Regions from separate parts of the Mus musculus genome. Here region 2 is linked to region 1. The links are chromatin contacts, called in public HiChIP or PLAC-seq maps. All regions are on one chromosome and are shown on one strand. The core of a region is the stretch at or near the end of the contact, and the rest is flanking DNA. Distances in the headings are between cores, read along the strand shown. Region 1 has its middle 24 kb from the start of Gm33318. Region 2 overlaps D630045J12Rik (RIKEN cDNA D630045J12 gene).

Evidence for each region. HiChIP or PLAC-seq counts read pairs in DNA pulled down with a chosen protein or histone mark.
Region 2: an H3K4me3 HiChIP or PLAC-seq map of craniofacial prominence shows a contact between it and region 1, with 6 times the contacts expected there. The contact joins two enhancer-like sites. A contact is called at or near these places in 1 of 15 datasets of contacts at CTCF or cohesin (pro-B cells), 19 of 484 Hi-C or Micro-C datasets (B cells, the HL-1 cell line, the MC3T3-E1 cell line and 10 more), 4 of 115 datasets of contacts at active chromatin or transcription factors (craniofacial prominence, embryonic stem cells, extraembryonic endoderm stem cells and 1 more) and 1 of 9 other capture datasets (embryonic stem cells).

What each region holds. Positions count from the first base shown.
Region 1 is chr6:37,464,298-37,469,180 of GRCm38.p6, reverse strand. No RefSeq gene overlaps it. Among named protein-coding and RNA genes, the nearest start is that of Gm33318, 24 kb to the right of the region's middle. Within about 2 kb of position 3,015, at least 60 of the 459 cell types and tissues checked have an H3K27ac peak or open chromatin away from gene starts, as enhancers often do. A contact at or near this core is called in craniofacial prominence, where this site is marked.
Region 2 is chr6:38,162,850-38,167,732 of GRCm38.p6, reverse strand. The region is part of intron 10 of D630045J12Rik (RIKEN cDNA D630045J12 gene); the gene reads left to right. Among named protein-coding and RNA genes, the nearest start is that of Gm52858, 25 kb to the right of the region's middle. Within about 2 kb of position 1,947, at least 20 of the 459 cell types and tissues checked have an H3K27ac peak or open chromatin away from gene starts, as enhancers often do. A contact at or near this core is called in craniofacial prominence, where this site is marked.

The DNA.
Region 1 (4,883 bases), core at 1,766-4,265:
TCAAGTTTTACAACCTTTGTCACCATGCTGCTTTCTTTTTGAGCACACCAGAGCAAGGCCATACCTCCTAACAGAGCCACTTTCTGTGGCCAAGCATTCAAACACATGAATTTATGGGGGCCATTCCTATCTAGTCAGCACAATACTATAATGATACGTTTATTTTCAAACCTGACCATTTGGTTTTGGATAACCAACTGGTGTGTTATTCTTTGAGGAATACTATTTCTCCTTCTCTTAGCATTTCTTAGTTGCTTGTAGTTCTTTGTGTAGGGTTGAGGCCTCATAGACTTTACCCAATCCATTTGGTATGTCTATCGGTGTCATCTTTGTTCAGCTCATGTTCATCAGTCATGTTGATGACTTTATAGTTGTTGCTTGTGACAACACTGGGAGACACAGTCACACAGCAGACTCCCTGACCCTATAGCTTTTACAGTCTTCCCCCTGACTTCTAGAGTGTTCCCTGTGCTTAGGTGTAGGAGTTGCTCTGTATGTGTATCCTTTGGGACTGGGCTCCACAACTTTGCATTTTTATTGGTTGTGGTTCTGTAATGGTCTCTGTTCGTTGCAAAGAGAAATTTCCTTGACAAGGGGTGAGGGTCATATCTTTCTGTGGGTATATGGACAAATGTTTAGATGTTGTTAGGGATATTCTGGTTTAGTAAAGTAGGGGTTGTAGGCCCTCCTTTGAGGTCCATTTTATTTTACTAGCCCTTCATAATTGACTAAGTTTTCAGTACCAAGCATGATGAAAAGGTCTTTAGTGTTTTTCTTCCTTTTTATATTTTTCACTTGGGTTGTTGCTGCTGTGCTTTTCTACTTCAGTGTGATTTATTGAAAGATTAGCTTTGGACTAGAAAGATGGCTTAGAGGTTAAGAGCAATGTCTGCTCTTGCCGAGAACCTAGGTGCAATTCCAAGCACCCACATGGTAATTCACAACCATATATGACTCCAGCACCAAGGGAATTTGATGGCCTCTTCTGGCCTCTGTGGGTACTACATGCATTTATGGTGCATATACATACATGTAGGTAAAACATTCATACACATAAAATAAAAATAAATCCTAAAAACAAGAAATTTTATCATTTACACATGGGTTTGCCTTAGTTCCTTCATCAAGGCTGAGTTGAGTGTGAGTGGGTCTGTTGCTAGAAGTTGCTAGGTGTTTTTCTGGAGAGTGCACCCACTTTTCCATGAACTGCCTGGTTTTTGTTTTTGTTTTTGTTTTTGTTTTTTTGGCATTTATTTCATTTACATTTCCAATGCTATCCCAAAAGTCACCCACACGCTCCCCCACCCACTCCCACTTCTTGGCCCTGGCATTCCCCTATACTGAGGTATATAAAGTTTGCACAACCAATGGGCCTCTCTTTTCACTGATGGCCGACTAGGCCATTTTCTGATACATATGCAACTAGAGACATGAGCTCCGGGGGTGGGGGGTACTGGTTAGTTCATATTGTTGTTCCACCTATAGGGTTGCAGATCCCTTCAGCTCCTTTCTCTAGCTCCTCCATTGGGGGCCCCGTGATCCATCCAATAGCTGACTGTTAGCATCCACTTCTGTGTTTGCTAGGCCCCAGCATAGTCTCACAAGAGACAGCTCTATCTGGGTCCTTTCAGCAAAATCTTGCTAGTGTATGCAATGGTGTCAGCGTTTGGAAGCTGATTATGGGATGGATCCCTGGATATGGCAGTCTCTAGATGGTCCATCCTTTCGTCTCAGCTCCAAACTTTGTCTCTGTAACTCCTTCCATGGGTGTTTTGTTCCCAATTCTAAGAAGGGGCAAAGTTTCTATAGCAAGTCCTGAAATTGGGTAGTGTTAGCCCTCTGACATCCATACTCTCCTTCAAATTGGTGTTGGCTATTTGAAGTTTTTCGCTTTCCATATAAATCTTAGAATTACTTTGTTGATTTTCAAACGATGACTTAAGACTTTGATTGGAATTGCATTGAATCCATAAGTGCAATTGGGTTTAATGATGTCTTTGCATTATTTCAGCTTTCTCCCGTGTACATGGAAATTATCTGTTTAGATCTTTTATTTCACATTTTCCTAAGGTAGATCATATATATGTATATCATATATATAAATCAGATATATAGTTTTGGTAGTCAAGTACATTGTCTTGCTCAGTACTGGCATGTAACTAGGCATGGTGATACATACTTTACAGTCCCAACATCCTGGAATCTGAGGCAAGAAAACTATGAGTTAAAGACTGAACTACATAGCAAGATTCTTGTCTTCTTGGTTGTAAGATAGCTTTTACCAACTGAGCCATGCGTCTAGTCCTACATAGCAGGATTCTTAAAAAATAAATGTAAGAAAGAAAAAAATGAAGGAGGGCCTTTGAGATGGCTTAACATGTAAAGGCACTTGCTGCTCCAGTCTGGTAACCTGAGTTTGATCCCAGTACCTATATAAAGGTGGAAGAAGAGAACTAACTCCAAATGTTGTCTTCTGATCCCCACAAATGTGCTGTTGTACATCTTCCGATCATGTATACATGCAGGAACACACAAACACACACACATGCATCATTATCATCCTCATTATCATAATAATAATATAATTTTTAAAAGATAGAAAGAATGGGTGAAGGGAGGGAAGGAAAGGGCAGATAGTTTTTTTTGTGAATCAATTTTTCTTTCCTCATATAACTGTTATAATTGCTTATCAGTTTTAAGAAACTTCTTGATCTTGTCTCTGTTTTTTATTCTTTCGTGTGTGGAGGTGATTGAGATAATTGTTTTCAAGTGATCAATCATCTTTGTATAACTAGAATAAATATCACTTAGCTGTGAATACTGGCTGATTTTGGGTGTCAACTTGACATAAGCTAGAGTCATCAGAGAGGCAGGAGCCTCAGTTGAGGAAATGCCTCTATGAGATTCAGCAGTAAGGCATTTTTGACACAGCAATAAAACCTCAACTAAGACACTGTGGTATGTCGGTTTTTAATGCATGGCGGGGCTGGGTAACATTTTGTTGAGAATTTATGTGACACACACTCTGGTCTGTAGAATTCCTTTCTGGTAATCTTGTTGTCTGATTTGCATTATGGTAATGCAGAGCTCCTCGTATAACTTAGGAAGTTTCCTTTCTGGCTCTGTTTAGGAGGCTGCAGAAAGCTGGTACAGTTTCTTCTTTGTTTGGTAGACGCCATCTGTTGAACATCTGGTCCTGTACTTTCTGTTTTAAAACTGTGTTCACTACCGATTCCATTTCTTTACCAGAGATAGACCTACTCATGTTTCTGCATGTGGGGATTGATCTAGGTTTTCAAATATGTAGGCACAGACTAGTCATAATAGCCTTCCTTCCTCCCTCCCCCTCCCCTCCTCCTCCCTTCCCTCCCGCTTTCCCTCCTTTCCCCTTCCCTTTCCTTTCCATTTTCCTTCCCTCCCATTTATCTTTCTCTTCTGTTCTTTCCTCCCTCTATTCTTCCCTCAGTCCTTCTGTCTGTCCCCTCCCTCCTTTCTTTTCTTCCTTGCAGTTCTGAAAACCAAACTCAGGGCTTTTCACATACTGTGTAAGTTCTCTACCACTGAGATACACTCAGTTTCTCTCTGTCTCTCTGTCTCTTTCTCAGTGTGTGTGTGTGCACACATGTGCCCATGTACATGGGAGGCAGAGTCTTTCTCTCTGGCCTGGAGTTCATCAACAGACTGGGAATCCCAGGACCTGCTTGCTTCTGCCTGCCCACTGTTGGGATAAGAGGCATTCACAACCCTGTGCCATCCTTCTTTGTGTTCTGGGCTCTGACTCAAGCCACCATGCTTGCATGCATGCACTTTACCAACAGAGCCATCTCTCCAGCCCTGGTTTTTAGTTTCTTAAAGTGAAACCTTAGATTGATTTTTGTCATCTTTCATATTTTCTTTGCATATATTTTGATGCTATATTTTCTTACTGTTGCTTTTACTGTATCCCCCATTTTTAAAAATAGGGTTTTTTTGTTTTGTTTTGTTTTGGTTTGGTTTGGTTTTTTGGTTTGGTTGTTTGGTTGGCTAGTTGGTTTTTTTATTGTTTTTGCTGCCATTGTTGCTTGAGACAGGGTGTCATTTAGATTAACCTTGAATTTATTATGTAGCTGAGACTGTCCTTGAATTTTTTTGTGTTTTTTGTTTGTTTGTTTTTGAGACAAGTTGTCTCTGTGTAACAGCCCTTGCTATTCTGGATATTCTAGAGCATGCTTTGTAGACCAGGCTGGCCTTGAACTCACAGAGATCCACCTGCATCTGCCTCCCAAGTGCTGGGATCACAGGCTTGTTCTGCTACCACCTGGCCTGTCCTTCAACTCTTGATTCTTCTACCTCCATCTCCTGAGTGCTGAGACTACAAGGAACCTACTGCAGAAGGCAGTTTCTCTGAGTAAAGCAGACAGCAGCACTAATCTATACACATAAATACAATTGTGCAGAAGACATCTGATGAGCACATCATATCCATTTAGGGAGGGAAAAGGACGCCTATACTATGGTCTCCGACCTTCTCAACCATGGACTTTTGACCAGGTTTATAGTACCAGATGCAGAGTGGACCCCAAACCTCTTAATAGCGTTCTCACGCCCGGCCAGGAAAGACGCAACAAACCAAAATCTTCTGCGGCAAAACTTTATTGCTTACATCTTTGGGAGCCAGGAGGGCAAGCGCCCAGCGCCCAGCCCCAAAAACGAAAGCCCCTTCAATTACATCTTTAGGAGCCAGAGCTCCGGCGCGCGCGCTCTATTGTTTACATCTTTAGGCAGCGAGCGAGCGCAGGGCGCGCAGAGCCAGAGAGATGCCAGCGAGAGAGAATGGCGGAAACCCCGTCCCCTTTTTTAGGAGAGTTATATTTCGCCTAGGACGCATCACTCCCTGATTGGCT
Region 2 (4,883 bases), core at 698-3,197, 700 kb before region 1:
GCGCGCGCGCGGGCGCGTGCTTGTACATCTGCGTGCATACCTGAAGGTAGACGTGGTGGCAAGCTACCCAGTGTGAGTGCTCTGAACCATCAGGAAGTAACCACGGAGCCATCTCTCTCTAGTCCCCATTTAATTATTAAAATTTGGTCACTCATGTTTTAAACATTTAAACATCAGGATTATGAATGGACCCCAATCTTCCAGCGTACTCCAGTTCTTCACAGTTCTAGGGAGCCATTGTCTACTGTAGCGCTCTGAATGCTTTTCTTAAAATGGACAACACTGCTTATGTGTCACCTGAGTTCCAGATTTGATTTTCTTTAGATAAGATCAAAGAAATCTCAGCCCCAAATCCTCCAGGTTTTTTTCTCAGTGTCTGTCCATGTTTCCCATGCTACTGCTGGACTTCCTATTTGTTTGTTTGTTTGTTTTGTTTCGTGCTCCCCATTTTTCATCTGTCTCTCCAAAGCATTATGTTTTGTAGAACAGTGATCCTTTTACTTAGGAGTGTTTTGTCATGTGAGGTTCCATATTGAAGAAATTGACTTGGGGTCAGCATCTCTCAGGTGACCTGGTGTGAGCAGAAACCTGGCCTGCATTCCAGAGACAGTCTCTAGCTGTAGACCTTGTTCAGCATGCATGCCAGCCAGCCTGTTTAGTCCGTTCTGCTATATTGTTAGCATGCGCCTACTGTGCAGATCTTTCCTACTTGGAAGGCTTGCTCTATTCTGAAAGTGATAAGATCAAGCAAATGACAGAAGAGCAAGAAATCAAAGATTGCCATGGTAACCTGATTTTATTCAGATGGTCTTTCAAAGAAAATCTCTCTTAGCCAGGCACAGAGGTGCTTGCAATCCCAGCACTTGGGAGGTAAAAGCAGGAAGATCAGGCTCAAAGCCAGCAGGGACAATATAGTGAGATGCTGTTTCCAAAAACAAAATGAAACAAAACTAAACAAAACAGGCTGTGGAGATTGCTCAGTGACTAAGAACTTGCCATGCAAGTGCAAGGATCAGAGTTCAGATCCCCCTGTGCCCACATAAGAACTGGGGAATCCTGGCTAATCCCAGAGCACCTGAGGTCAAAACAGGATCTCTGGGACAAGATGGCCAGTTAGACTACAGGAATCTGAATCTTCACTCTCTGGGCTCAAGGGGAACCAGCACATATCAACTCACATACATGTGAGCATGCATCCACCATACACCACACACATAACCCATCAAAATGGAAAAAGAAAACAAATACCATAAATATTACAGACCACAGCCTACGAAGTGAAAAAGTAGTAAAGAGTATTTTGTTCCCTTATGAATTAATCCTATGCAAAATCTTAATTATTTTACAAGCTTGTGGCTATCAAACATATGAGCAGTATTTTACACACAGACTCTCTTTCCCGTTTCTTATTTCCACAGTCTGCGAGCATCTAGAGTTGGTATTGTTACAGTAACAATTGATGTGAGGAAGGTGCAGCCTGTCTTGGTGCTCAGTGATTCACAGCATGAAATCGGGTCAACGATAGGGAGGGAATTGTTTTGTTCTGGAGAAAGAGGACTGAACAGGATACAGGGGACTGAACCCTGTGTGCTTAGGCCTTTTCTGTGCTCTGTTTCTGGGATACATACGCCTTGTGGCAGCCTTGCCCATCATAAACTATCAGAGGTCAGCATCTCCTGAAGTGAAGACAGGCTATCCCCAAGCTCTCTCCTCTCACTTCTGGGCTAGTTCCATGTGGCAGATGTTGCTATAAATCAAATGGATGGTTCCAAATAGAACTTGTAGCCTGTGGAGCTGCTCTTCTTCTTCTCCAGGGGCTGCAGGGTCTCTGTGTGCACACAGCCTTGTTGCAGCAAAGATCCGCATGGCAGAACCCCAAGGAGAAGGCTGCCTGCTCACACCGTCAGGAGGCGAGACCGTGTCTTATTTGCTGCTCTCTGTGCAGACACTCTGTACATGGGTCTGCAGTAGGAAGATGGCGACCTTCTCTTGGTTTAAAACAAACCTCTCCACTCTCTTCTGAGGCTACACAGCTGTGGTGACAGGTCTGTCGCTGCCCCCTGAGGTAATCAGCGAGGTGCTGTCCTCCTGTGACTCTAGGGTTCACCTCTCTGCTCCTGTGGCTTTCTCTCCCTATCCTGCTCAGCCCACCCCTGATGCTGCCCCGGGTTACTCTGTGAAATCCTCCAGCAAATCTCAGAGTTACAAACATCTGGAAAAAATAAATCTACTGACCTGCGCTTACCACCCCTTCCCTTGTAACGAAGAGACTGCTTCAGATTGTCTGGGGGTCCATGATTTTTTGAAATATGATAAGAGGGAGAGGCCAGTCTGTTTTAGGTTTCCAGGCAGGGCCTTTTCTTATTTCCAGTAATAAAGGGGGGAAACTCTAAGTATCTCTCCTTTATTTGTTTTTGCTTTAATCTCTATCCAAAGCTATCATTTGGTACTATGGATCCTTCTCACCATAAATGGCTGGATGCTGCCAGCCCCGTGGGAATGTGTTTCTCTGATGATCGGGATGGCCTATACCAGTTATTAGCATGGAATTGTAGCCCCTGGGTGGTTCACACCCTCAGTTGCTACTAAGGTTGGCACTGTGTACAGCCAGAAGGAGTTGCCCATGTCATGTTCATCCATTGTCCAGACTCCTAAATGCGCAGGCCAGACTAAATTACAAAAACAGACAGCAGGCATTCTCAGTCTTGTGGGGTGATAGTTTCAGAGAAAAAAGTCTCTCCCCGCCCCCCCATTGACCTCGAGTAGTACAGGCATATTGTATGTGGGCTGTGGCAGCTGCAGGCAGAGTGTGTGTGTGTGTGTGTGTGTGTGTGTGTGTGTGTGTGACTGCTGCCTTCTGAGAGGAGGCGACGCTTGGCTGGAAGAGACAGTATGGACCTCTATCTTAGTCACCAGTTCTCTTGTGAAAAGTGACACCATGACCAAGGAAGCTGGTACAAAAGAAGGCATTTAACTGGGGCCTCACTTACAGTTTCAGAGGTTAGTCCGTTATCATCATGGTGAGGAGAACGGTAACAGACAGGCAGACATGGTGCTAGAGAAGCAGCTGAGAGCTCTACATCCGAATCCACAGGCAGCACAGAGACTGGGCATGCTATGGGCTTTTGAAATCTCAAAGCTCCCCCACAGTGACACACTCTTCCAACAAGGCCACACCTCCCAATCCTTGTAATCCTTTCAAAGAGTCCCTGGTGACCAAGCATTCACATATATGAACTGATATAGGGGGCCATTCTTACGTAAACCACCACAACTTCGGAAGGGATGTGTACTGACTGGTTTTGAGTGTCAACTTTATACAAGCTGGAGTTATCACAGAGAAAGGAGCCTCCCTTGAGGAAATGCCTCCATGGGATCCAGCTGTGGGACATTTTCTCAATTAGTGATCAAGGAGGGAGGGCCCATTGTGGGTGGTGCCATCCCTGGGCTGGTAGTCTTGGGTTCTATAAGAGAGCAGGCTGAGCAAGCCAGGGGAAGCAAGCCAGTAATGAACATCCCTCCATGGCTTCTGCATCAGCTCCTGCTTCCTGACCTGCTTGAGTTCCAGTCCAGACTTCCCTTGGTGATGAACAGCAATGTGGAAGTGTAAGCTGAATAAACCCTTTCCTCCCCAACTTGCTTTTTGGTCATGATGTTTGTGCAGGAATAGAAACCCTGACTGGGTTGTAAGGAACTAAGTGGAGTTGGAGCAAGCTTGTAAGGAAGAGCATAGCCTAAACCATATAACAGAGGACGCTCTTAAGAGGCTTGTAGATGCATGTGAGATTGGAGCTGGGACACAGGCAGCCATGGCAGGGTCTGACGAGAGGAGCAGGCTGGACAGCTGTCCGCTTGCAGTGGTCACTCGGGAAGGCTCTGTGGGTGGTGGCTTAGGGGAAATGCAGTGCTCCTCCTAGCTCTAGACTCTGCTGAAACCTTCTGCATTCTTAGCACTCATGTCTCAGTCACCCCGGCTGCTACCCATGATTCAGGGTGGCCGCTGGGTACCAGAACCTTGGAGTGTTCTCCCACCTCAGAGACCACGGGGTCCTGGTGGCCACAGGGAGGACAAACAGGTGGCTATAACTCTGCCTTGTCTTCACTCTTTAAATGGAGACAACCTGATGGCTGTGGAGATTTTTCACCAATTGTTATCAGTCAAGTAATAAAATTCTACAACGGCACTCCCCACACCAGCATGGGTTCTTTGGGTCAGACTCTTTTGGGGTTTGCTGTATGGTTTCTATGGCCATCTTAACTGCCCTGTCCTTGGGGATCAGACAGGCCTGGGCACTTGGGGCTTCACTGCTGCGTTTTGTTCCATCTGGGTCTTGTTATATTTATGGCTCACATGTTTGAGAATTCATCACGTCTCTCTCTTGTTACTTGGCTGACCTGCTCGCCTACACCTCCCTGACTTGTCAGCAGTGCGTTCCCATGGGGCCCAGACAACTTGATTGTCCCTGGGATGATAGGTTGAGAAAAAGAAAGAACAAAAGGACCATCTTTCTTCAGAAATAACTGCTGTAATTTGAATATTAAAGACTCAAATTCACCATGATCTCTCTCCTATGAGAAACTGATTAAAGCCCATTTTCACGTGGAGGATGGGGATACAGTGCCAGCCTGGCTTTAGTCAAGATTTTATTTTTAAGGAACCGAAAAACTAGCTCCTAGTGCTTCAGAAAGCGACGTTCGGGGTATGTTAAGAGCCGTGAACTCCCCGTCGGGGGCGGGGCACTGCTTTATTGATCTTCTCTGTGTAGATGGCTTTTGTGTTGTGTTTAAGCACAGATGAGTTGCCCTGTTTTTATGGTGGTTGAAGGTGGTGACTTCCCCAGCCTGTGAGCTGGGCTCTCATGAGGATGTTTAAGGATGTGAGC